2 separate regions of the Mus musculus genome follow, and region 2 is linked to region 1. The links are chromatin contacts, called in public promoter capture Hi-C maps. All regions are on one chromosome and are shown on one strand. The core of a region is the stretch at or near the end of the contact, and the rest is flanking DNA. Distances in the headings are between cores, read along the strand shown.

The links. Promoter capture Hi-C pulls out the DNA fragments that hold promoters and counts their contacts.
Region 2: a promoter capture Hi-C map of macrophages shows a contact between it and region 1, with 6 read pairs. The contact joins the promoter of 9430037G07Rik here to the promoter of Zfp949 in region 1. A contact is called at or near these places in 1 of 39 promoter capture datasets (macrophages) and 2 of 115 datasets of contacts at active chromatin or transcription factors (embryonic stem cells and microglia).

The regions. Positions count from the first base shown.
Region 1 is chr9:88,545,071-88,550,507 of GRCm38.p6, forward strand. Zfp949 (zinc finger protein 949) reads left to right here and starts at 2,950. Exons shown (of 6, transcript NM_001142943.1): 1 at 2,950-3,438.
Region 2 is chr9:88,596,689-88,602,368 of GRCm38.p6, forward strand. It overlaps 9430037G07Rik (RIKEN cDNA 9430037G07 gene), which reads right to left and starts at 2,555. Exons shown (of 5, transcript NR_040766.1): 1 at 2,528-2,555; 2 at 2,357-2,411; 3 at 2,193-2,267; 4 at 1,781-1,876; 5 at 1-1,559. Gm26567 (a long non-coding RNA gene) reads left to right here and starts at 2,952. Exons shown (of 5, transcript XR_870979.3): 1 at 2,952-3,198. LOC115487271 (a small nucleolar RNA gene) reads right to left here and starts at 1,731; the gene lies at 1,660-1,731. It also overlaps the pseudogene Gm29603.

The DNA.
Region 1 (5,437 bases), core at 1,700-4,199:
GAAACCCTGTCTCAAAAACAAAAACAAACAAACAAACAAACAAACAAACAAAAAAAAAGAAGATGGCACTGGGTCCCCTGGGACTGGAGTTGAGGATGGTTGGTTGTATCACATGCATTATGGCAATTGAACCCCAGGTCTTCGGTGAGGGAAGCCAGTGTTCTTAATCACTAAGCCCTTTCTCTTGCACCAGTTATTAATTGTTTAACATAAGTGTAATTGACATAATACTTTAGAATGGAACCCATTGACCTTTGAAACACAGACACCTCCTCTAGTGAGACCTTCAGCGTGGGAACATAGCGAAGCACAGCTCAGGTGACTTCCTTGGTGGAAGGCTTCCTCCTTCCTGGGAATCCGTCTGTATTCAGAGTAGGAAAGGAGCACCTTTGCTACCCATTTAAGCAGTGTTCAGCCTCCATTTCACTCTGGTGTTGTTAGAGCCATCAGCATAATTACGGAGGACCATATTAGTGTGAATTATTCATACCATCCGTTATAGCTTCAAGCCCTCTGGGACCCTTCCTTTCCTTAAAAGTTCTGGTACAAAATGGTTTAGTAATGCAGGACATTCTATGTTTGATTTGATTTCAGATGGTTTTCCATGCTCCTGAAAACTATGTACAGACACATGTATACAAGGAGCTTGTCACAAGAGGGCACCCCTGCAGCATTCTCTATAAAGTGAATGCCGTTCTGGGTATTAATTCCAGAGGAATGATCATAGAGATGCAGTTTGGACCCACAGAATGAATTAGAAGCTCAATAGACAGTTATTATCGGACAGCATGGGGAGTTCTGTTCATGAAAATTTATTAGTATCATAAGAGGATGTTCATTTATTTAGGGTTTTGGAAATAGGATTTCTCTGTGCAGCTCTGAGTAGTTCTGGAACTCACTGTGTAGATCAGGCTGGCCTGGAACTCAGAGGTCTGATAGCTATGCCTGGCTATAAAAGGATTTTTATAGGTTATACAAAATTCAAATTATTATTTCTGTTTGTGATTTATTCAAGAGCTTCTTTAGCTTAGAGTTCAATTTCCTGCAGAGCACGGTGGTACACACCTTTAACCCAACACTCAGGAGGCAGAGGTTGGCAGATTTCTGTGAGGTAAAACCAGTTTGATACATGCAATGAGTTCTAGGATATCCAGGGCTATATAGAGAAACCCTGTCTCAGGCAAAAAGATAAAAATAAAACTTAATTACCATTTTATTAACACCATATTCAGGGCTACAGTCATCTCAAGCTCCACTTGAGCCGGATCTTAGTTTCCAAGACTATTCCCATGGCGCCCTCTACAGCCCAATCTGCAAAATGGCATTTGGCTTCCTTCAGGCCAAATGATAAAGAGGAAGAAAGAATGCACAAATAGAGGCTACAGGTACAGTTTCTGTATAAGACAGTCCTCCAAATGACACTTCATTATTTTATTTGTTAGGAGTAAGTTATTCAGAGCCAGGCCTGGTGGTGCATACCTTTAATCTCAGCACTTGGAATGTAGAAGACAAGCAGATTCCTGTAGGTTTGAAGCCTTTATGTCTTTCACTCTACAAATAGAAACATTTTCACGGAACTTTATTGAGATTATAGTGATATTTAGTTTATGTTGAAAAATTCATCTTAATAATGTGTAATGTATCAACTCTGGGCAGGGATTGTTTAAATTTATTTAGATTTTGTTTGACTCCTGAGTATGTCTCCCCCCCCCCCCCCCTTTTTTTTTTGAGACAGATTTTACTGTGTCGTTCTGGCTGTCCTGGAATTCACTATTCTGTTGACCAGGCTGGCCTCAAACGCTTTTTTTTTTTTCCTGACTCTGGAGTGCTGGGATTAAAGGCATGCGCCACCACATTCAGTTTGAATTTGTTCATTTTTGAAGATTTAAAAAAATTATCTCGCCAGGCAGTGGGGGCGCACGCCTTTAATCCCAGCACTCGAGAGGCAGAGGCAGGCGGATTTCTGAGTTTGAGGCCAGCCTGGTCTACAGAGTGAGTTCCAGGACAGCCAGGACTACACAGAGAAATCCCGACTCAAAAAAACAAAACAAAACACATTTCAATTTTAGTAAGTGATTTTTTTCATTTCAAATTCAAATTATTTCTAAGCATTATTGGCAACACACAACATAACTTTTGTCTCTTGTCAATTCATATAGTTTGTGGTTTCTTCCTATTACAATGGAAGTCCAACATGTTGGTTCGATTTCAAAATGAACTTGAAAATTACTGTGTGCTGTACCAGAATGCTCAATTTGACGATACACTAGTGATGTAAATGGTTCATAGGATTTAAGAAACACGAAGCGTTCAGCTTCCTGCAGTGCTCTGTACAGCCAGAAGAGAGCCCCAGACCTTAGTAGGCTCTGAGACCTTAGCATAGCTGACTCCTGGACAAAAATACTATTCAGGCTGTAAAACTCAGCATGTAGACAGCGCCATCTGCCAAAACTATAACAAAAACCTAATCCATCAAAGTCCATAGTTACGGGAAAGTCTCTAAATGTACTAACCTTGCCTTCTGGCTTCTGAAGTTCTGCGTCTGGCTAATTGTTCTGAACTGAAATATATCAATCTGGGACATGGATTTTGTGGGGCTTCTCTGATCTCCTGAACATCAAGGGTAGTTGCAGTCTGGATAATAAGACTTTTTATTGGCTTAAACCCATGTTTAGTAGTCTTCTCTGGTGACTACCCTACAAAAGATATCACACCGATTTTCTAAGGCTCCACGTCTCCCACAGAGATATTTGGTCTGATTCTAGGATGAACACACTGAAGCTTCCTTCTCAGGTTCTATACTACTTTGGGATACTTGGGGTTCACATGAGAGAAAGGTGAAGGAATTTCATATCGCGATTATCAGATAGGTACTTGATCTGAATCTTGGTAATTCGATAGTGGACCCGGTGGAAAAATGTCCTTCTATACTTACCATAGTTTCCCAGAGGCTCATGGGTAATGTAGTCCCTAACATACAAGGCCCTCCCACACAGGAGCAGGTAAACAGCTCTGACATTTGGCTGGTAGGCATCTCTGTGTCCTGCGCTCTCTTGGCAGCTACCGCATAGAAAGTCGCATCCAGGCTCTGTGCTGACGCCTTTGCTCAGGCTGTGCGTTTCTTGCAGGGTTTCTGAAGGCGGGTGGGAAAGACGAAAAGAGGAGAGTGGTCTCGGAACCTTCGGGAAGCGGGACCCGTGCCTTCTACTTCAGTGGAAACAGAAACATAGGTGGGTCTTGGAGGAGGGACTGAGTCGCAGTTCGAGGGCGGACCGCAGCGGCTCAGGGGAAGGTGACTGTGAGACCCATCGTTCCCAGTCGGAACAGTCGGCCTGAACAGGGCTTTAATGGTTGCTTTATCCGAAGACTGCGCTAGGAGTATTTGGATCTGTGATTCCATCAGTCCAAAAGGGCCAACACGGACGCTCTGCCAAGGAGGTGAGAGCCCAAGATGGCGACTTGGGGGTGAGGGCGGTTCATGTCTGTGGATTGTCAGGGCCGGGAAGCCTCCTGTGTGAGCTCACATTCCAGTAAAGAATCTTGCTACCTGCTTGGCATCCATTTTTTGGGAGAGTTGGGGTGGAGAAAGATCGTTAATCTGAGACCGGATTACAAAACTGGGAATTTTCACACGACCCAGAAATCCCAAACTGCGAGCCTGGGAAAATTGTAAGTTGATACCACGGTGCTGGAGCCGGAAGGGGGAGGTCTGTGACCCACACATCTGTAAGAAAGAGGGTGGTTTTTATCCCAATGAATTGGCCTGAAATTCCTAGAGAAATTCTCCCGTAGTGACTGTACCCTTATGTGTATTGGCAATTGTATTCGTCAGTTTTCCTGTCTTTATGAAGTGATGTTTTTGGCACTTGAGGTTTGAGCTCTTAGAACAGTGGTTCTCCACATGTGGATTCTCAACCTGAAAGGGTTGGGGGTGGGTGGGTAGTGTCAAACGGCCCTTTCACAGGGGTTGACTATCACATAGATATCCTGCATATCAGAAGTTTACATTAGGATTCATAACATTGAGCAAAATTACTAATAATCTAATAATCATTAAAAATAATGTTATGGCTGAGGGTCACCACAGCATGAGGAACTGTAGTAAAGAGTTGCAGCATTAGGAAGGTTGAGAAACACTGTCTGAGGCTTTGTTTAGTTTCTGAAAATGTCTAGTACCAGAGATAAGAGGTTATCTCAGAAGATTCTAGTATTGTTATAGGAACATTTTCCTGGGAACAAAGTGGGGAGGTTTCATGTTCTGAAGAGGGTGTGCAACTGTAGCAATCCCATCCCCCTAGTGAGGAGGAAGACCATTAATAACAGACCAGGAGGCCCTGGGTCCTGGTAGGGAATTTACACCTGGTCCAAGCCTTTGACTGCTTCACTGAACTCCATAGAACGGCAGGCCCCTGTGATACAGGCTCCTTTGACGATCCCCGTACTGGGATCAACTGGGTCTGCCTACATTTTCATGGTAGAGATTGCATTATTGCAAGTTACCTACCGATACATCATCATATGCTAACCTTTCAGAACAGGACAGGAGCCAGTCTGGACTATCAGGTTTACCTTAGTGCTCACTCCATGTTGGTGGCCAGCACAGGGAAGGTCTGCTGGGCTATGAGTGAATGCATTTGCCCTTTAGACTAGAACACTGTATTGAGTATACTGCAATAGAGAAACAGGCTGGGAAGCACCAGTGTGCCACATGGCTCAATAGGCTAATGAGCTGTGGGGGAGGGCAGAGACAGGATATAATTGTTCCGTTAGACGGAGGTTTTTTTTTTTTTTTCCTTAAGTTTTAATTTATTCTCATATATTACACCCCAGTGGTAGATTCCTCTCCCTCCTCTTCTCCCAACCCTACCCACTCCCTTCCATTCCTCCTCCATTTCCCTTCAGAGGAGGACTGGCCTCCTAGAGATACCAACCAAACATGGCATATCAAGTTGCAATAAGACTAGGCACCTCTCTTATTAAGGCTGGGCAAGGCAACCCAGTAAGAGGAAAAGGGTTTCCAAAGCCGGCAAAAGTGTTAGAGCCAGCCCCCAAGCTCACTGTTAGGAGTCCCACAAGAAGACCAAGCTACAAATCCATAAAATAAGTGCTGAGTGGCCCGGCATGGTGGCGCACACCTTTAATTCCAGCAGTCGGGAGGCAGAGGCAGCTAGATTTCTGAGTTCGAGGCCAGCCTGGTCAACAAAGTGAGTTCCAGGACAGCCAGGGATACACAGAGAAACCCTGTCTCCAAAAAACCAAAAAAAAAAAAAAAAGTGCTCAGTGCCCAGGTCAGACCCATGCAGGCTCCCTGATTGTAGGATTAGTCTCTGTGAGCCCCTGTGAATCCAGATTAGTTGATTCTGTAGGTTTTCTTGTAGTGTCCTTGTCTCCTCTGGTACCTATAATCCTTCTTCTCTGTCTTCTGCAGATTTCACTC
Region 2 (5,680 bases), core at 1,305-3,804, 51 kb after region 1:
AGAGTTCTTGGACAAAAACAAAACAGAACTAAGAAAAAAGAAAAAGGCTAAGTGTTAAAACACTTTCAGTACAAAGTTTGGACAAGGGCACTCTGGACTAGTGTAAGAATTTCAAACCACAAAAACCAAAAATTTATTCCCAACCAGGAACACTGGCACTACTTTGTAAAGGCTGGTAACAAACTGACGACAGGCAATTTAGTAGCAGAGTATTCTAAGGTTAGGCATGGCAGCCTTTTCCTTAATCTATAAACTGAGGCCAGCCATCTCTATAGTTGAGTACCAGGTCAATTTTGAGACACTGTCTCAAAAAAACGAAGGAAGTTCAACCCTTGCCAGTTACCTCAAAGGAAAATGGAAGTATGCACCAGTAAGAACTTAGAAGTGAAAGCTATCACTGACAGCCCACTTAGTTTTAGCACTTGGGAGGGCTGGACAAATGTAATCAAGGCATTGTGTGACAATTTCACAGGGAAACCTGATCATGTGCACAATCGTCCTAATAAGGAGATTGGCATTAGTGCACGTAGCTCACCAACTTTGAAAACTCAATTACCATGGAAGTGGAACATGTAACAGGACACTCTGGTTAATCAGTCTGCTGACACAAAAATCCTGAAAAGCACTTCCTCGGAGGCAAGGTACAAGCAGGCCGAGTCTAGGCCTGGACAGGAAACTACTAAAGTTCCTCTGGGATCAAACAGGATTTTATAAGAACATAATGGATGGAGTGGAGAAAGCCTACAGCGGCTGTGAAGGCCCTGATGCTATGTATGTGAAATCATTGTCTTCTAATGGTCATGAATTTATTGTAAAAGGAGAACATGCATCAACATCAGGAACAAGAAAGGCCATGTGGAGCAGTCCAGGTTAGTTTGCGGAGAATGGAACCAACGAGGTCAATTTTAGAGAGATCCCCTCACACGTGCTATTGAAAGTGTGCATGAATTTGACCTATAAGGTCCCCTATGCTAACAGCTCCATTGAAATTCCTGAATTCCCAATTGCATCCAAAATTGCACTGGAACTGCTGATGGGCCCAAAATTCCTAGATTGTCAAATAAAATAAATTATAATAAACTTATTTTTTTCAGCATTAAAAATAAAACCTGAAGAAATATTTGCTACTGAATGCTTATTGCAGCACTCCCAAGCAACCACTGTCAGATGAATATGGAAATGGCTCATAACCAATTTTACAATCACAAAAATAGTGACCTGCTGCTTTATAGTCAGGATTGCATTCACTCTGCTCAGTCTGTACAGGTGTGTCTGTCACCAGCTCACCCATGACCCCATGACTGTCACAGCAGAGAACATGGTCGAATGGATTGTCAAAAACAATCCATTTACATACAGCCCACAAAAAAACATACAGGAATCAACTCTGCAGGTCATACCAGATGCTGTCCCGTTCACTACATAGGGACAGCTAGAGACATGTAGATAGACCCCATCTCAAACACCCCAGTACTCAGACTGTGAATTTTCTTGTCTCTGCCTTTTCTGGATGTTACCATATCTAGTGTTCATTTGCAAGAAGTCTAGTGTCACTGGTCCTAAAATATAAAAACAAAACAAACAAACAAACAAACAAAAAACAGGCATCACATTACTGCCAACATTAAAGAAGAACACAATAGTCCTTTGCAATGGTCCATCTCAGAAGCCAGATCCGTAAGTATGGTCTTTCAACAGGAATTCAGGTTCGGGATAGGATCATCATAGACTAGACCAACGACAGTAAGCTCAGCAGAAAACAAAACAGAGCACCACTCACATGCACTTCTGCTGCAGGATCTTCACAGGCAGGCTGGCATCTCACTGGTCAGGTTTCATTGCAGAAAGAGGTACCATGACATGCTATGAGAAAGAACTGCGTAACAAACAAGACTTAAACTTCACTTAAACACAATGGTCTTCTCTCAGACGCTGTATCTGTCTTCAGGTCATCATCTTCGGGATGTAGTCCATCACTGTTCAGACCCGGTACGTCTCACAACTGTTTGTACAATCAATTTGTACATTCACTACATTCACTGCAGCCACTCCAACTTAGAAAGGCCAGAGTAGGAGAAGCTGCTGTGTTGGGCCAGGACTATTTAACAGTACATTTCCGGAAAGCTGATTCTCTTTGCACCAACAGTAAAAATGTATGCTGGCAAAAATGTAAATCTAGATTTCATACATACCTTTTAAAAGAGTCAGGCTTTAATCAAGTTATTTTCTGTTATGAATTCTGTCGGAAGCTTTGGGCTCCCCTTCATCTAATGAAAAGAAACACATTTTAAGCATCACACACCACTTCCTATTGCTCTAATACTTCAATTAGAAAACTAAGCTGTATCTCCCTTACCTTTTTATCTTTTTGCAACTGCTTCGAGGATGTTAAGAATGATGAGCCATGGTCCCTGTGAAAGGATTCATGTGCATATAATCGGATGTCACCTAGGTGTCACCCGAACCTTCCAAACAGCATAAAAAGCCTTGCATATTTTTCTGCAAACCCTGCTGTGTAAGAACCCACCCAAACTGGGACTAAGGAACCAGAAAGCAAGTGACCTTCAGCCAGGCCGCCCAGTTCCAATCTCCCAGGGACGGGACCTAAGCTCCAATCCCGAAATCTCTTTTGCTGCTGCGCACTTCTCCCAGGTAGTTTACACCCATACCCTAAGCTCAAGTCCCGAGGGCTGCTCCGCAGAACCAGAGCATCTGTATTTACTCTGCAACCCCACATTTTGCTTGGTCACTGGGCGGCCTAAAAGAGTAACCTACAGCTTTCCCCGCAGGTCCCTTTATAGTTTCAGTGGAGCGAGAGCAAGGCTGCCCCTCCCTCTGGCACCGATTGGACGCGAGACACGTGGGGGCGTGGCCGTTCCTGAAACAAGGCGTGGAAACGCTGTGGGTCTTTTCTTCCAGGCTGTTCCGGCTTGGTGCGCGCCGCCCGCCCGCCCGCCAGCCGCGTGTGTCTCCGTTGCTGCGCGCGCTCCCGCTGGCTCTCCGCCACCGGTCTCTTCCCAGTCTGGCAGGCGGCTTAGCTCGACGTGGAGTGGGAGTGGCGCCAAAATTCAAACGAACTGCCGCAGTTGCAGGCGTGGCATCGCCTGCTTCGAGAAGGTTGGCAGCCAGGAGTAGCCTTGACCTCACCCCAACTCTAACCCGGTGGCAGCCGCGCTGGGGAAGGGCAGAACTACGCAGGTGAAACGGAAAAGCCACGCATTTATCCTTCATGCACTCTGGGGATGCTGCTGGTCTTCAGAGGGCCACACTGTCCGGTGCTTGATATCCAACGCCTGCTTGGGTGCCCAGCCAGGTCCAACCTCCACCCCAGTCCCACCCCTCTCACTACCAGTCTTTAGGGACAGTTATACTGTCAATATCCTCAGAAGTTAAACATTCTGTTTCACAGAGGAGGCAGCAGGTCAAAAGCCACCAATTGTCCTTTATTTATTTTATGGCAAGGTTGACTTATTTTATGCTGGGATTTGAACTCAGGACCTTATAGAAGAGCAGTCAGTGCTCTTACCAGCTGAGCCATCTCACCAGCCCCCACACCAAAGTCTTTGATGTTCCTGAAGCAGTCAGTATGGAACTTCCATCCAGTCTGACCAGGCAGAATTTAAGAATTAGTGCAAACAGGGCTAGTGAGATGACTTATTGGAAAAAGGTGCTTGCCATGAAAATGAGGTGAACTCAGTTCAATCCCTGAAACGCATGTAGAGATGGAAGGGAGAATAAACTCCACAGAGCTGTCCTCTGATCACCATATTTTAACCGTGGTATGTGGGTCAACACAAACATCATGCACACATGCAGTAGTAATGATGATAAGTGAATAAAAGCCGTTTGGGTAAGAACATCACATAAGGTTTGCCATAGAAAGAAGGTAGGGAATAGAATCACATGGTAAAAGCTTGTCACAGCATCTGGTTAAGGACTGTGCCTCTGGGCTACATTTCAAGCCTGTGGTCTTAATTTGGTTCTTTTTAAATCTATGTGCCCAGGTACACACATGCATGCAGAGGCTGAAGGGCAGCCTTAGGTGTTACTCTGAAGAGCTCCATTTATTTCCTTTGAGATGGGGCCTCTTACTGATCTGGAGCTCAGGAATCAGGCTAGACTGGCTGAGCACAGTCTAGGAGATCCTTCTGTTTCTTCCTTCCAGCTCAGAAGTTATAAGCATGGACCACAACTAACGTCATTTTTATGTAGTTCTGGGAATCAAACTCGAGTCCATGGGCTTGCAAAGCCAATGCTTTGTTGAGCCATCTCCATAGCCACAGTATTAGCTTTTTAAGGTCATTAGATGAATGCTTCCTTTCTTTCTTTCTTTCTTTCTTTCTTTCTTTCTTTCTTTCTTTCTTTCTTTCTTTCTTTCTTTTTTTGGGGTATGTGTGTGTGTGTGTGTGTGTGTGTGTGTGTGTTAGGTGTGAGACAAGGTCTTACCATGTAGCTCTAGTTGTCCTGTAGCTCCCTGTGTAGACCATGGAGTCTTTAACTCAGACAGGTCTGCCTGTCTCAGCCTCCAGAGTGCCCTCATCTTGTTTTCTGAGACAGGATTTCTCTTCGGCCCGAAGCTCAGGAATTAGGTACAGCTGGCTGGCCAGCAGTCCCTAGGGCTCATCCCATCTCTGCCTCAGCAGTGCTGGGATTAAAAGCACATGCCACCACTCCAGCTTTTGTGCACAGGTTTTTTTTTTAATTAAATTTATTTATTATATGTAAGTACACTGTAGCTGTCTAAACAACACCCCAGAAGAGGGCATCAGATCTCATTACAGATGGTTGTGAGCCACCATGTGGTTGCTGGGACTTGAACTCAGGACCTTCAGAAGAGCAGTCTTTGCTCTTAACCGCTGATCCATCTCTCCAGCCCAGAATGCTTTCTTCAAAATGATTTTTAGTATGTATTTTTGATCTTATGTGTTAGCTTTCATCACAATAACAAGAGAATTCAGATCAGTGGTTCTCAACCTATGAGTTGAGACCCCATTGACAAACCTATAGCTACAAAATATTTATATTATGACATATAACTAGCAAAATTATGAATTAAGAGTGAAGATAATTTTGTGGTTGGAGGATCAGTACAACCTGAGGAACTGTATTAAAAGGCTGCAGAATTAGGAAGGTCGAGAACCACTGATTCAGATAATCAACTTTTGTCAGAGAAAAGAATCCTTTTGGTTCATGGTTTGAAGGTTCTAGCCCATAACTGGACTCTCCATTGCTTTGGGCCCATGGTAAGGCTGGAGGTCATTTTGGAAGTGCCTAGCAGAGCAAAAGCACTCACCTCATGGTCAGGAAATGAAAACAAAGAGAAAGAAACCAGCGCTCCAGAGTCTCCTTCAAGAGTGCGCCTCCACTGACCTGATAGCTTGCTCAGCTGCTTCTTAAAGTTTCCACCACAGGGCTGGCAAATGTTCATTGTCAACTTGGTAGGATATGGAAGATATAGATAGAGGATATAGATACAGGTGTATGTGTGAGATTCAGTGAGGGTGTTTCCAGAGAAGTTGAAGAGGGAGAGATCACCCCAAATATGGATGGCATCATCCTCTGGGGCGGGGGAGTCTCAGACAGAATAACACTGAAAACAAGGGAAAGCTAGCTGGGCATCAGTGTTCACTCCTAACTGTGGAGGCGAAGTGACCAATTGCTTCTCACTCCTGCTGCCACA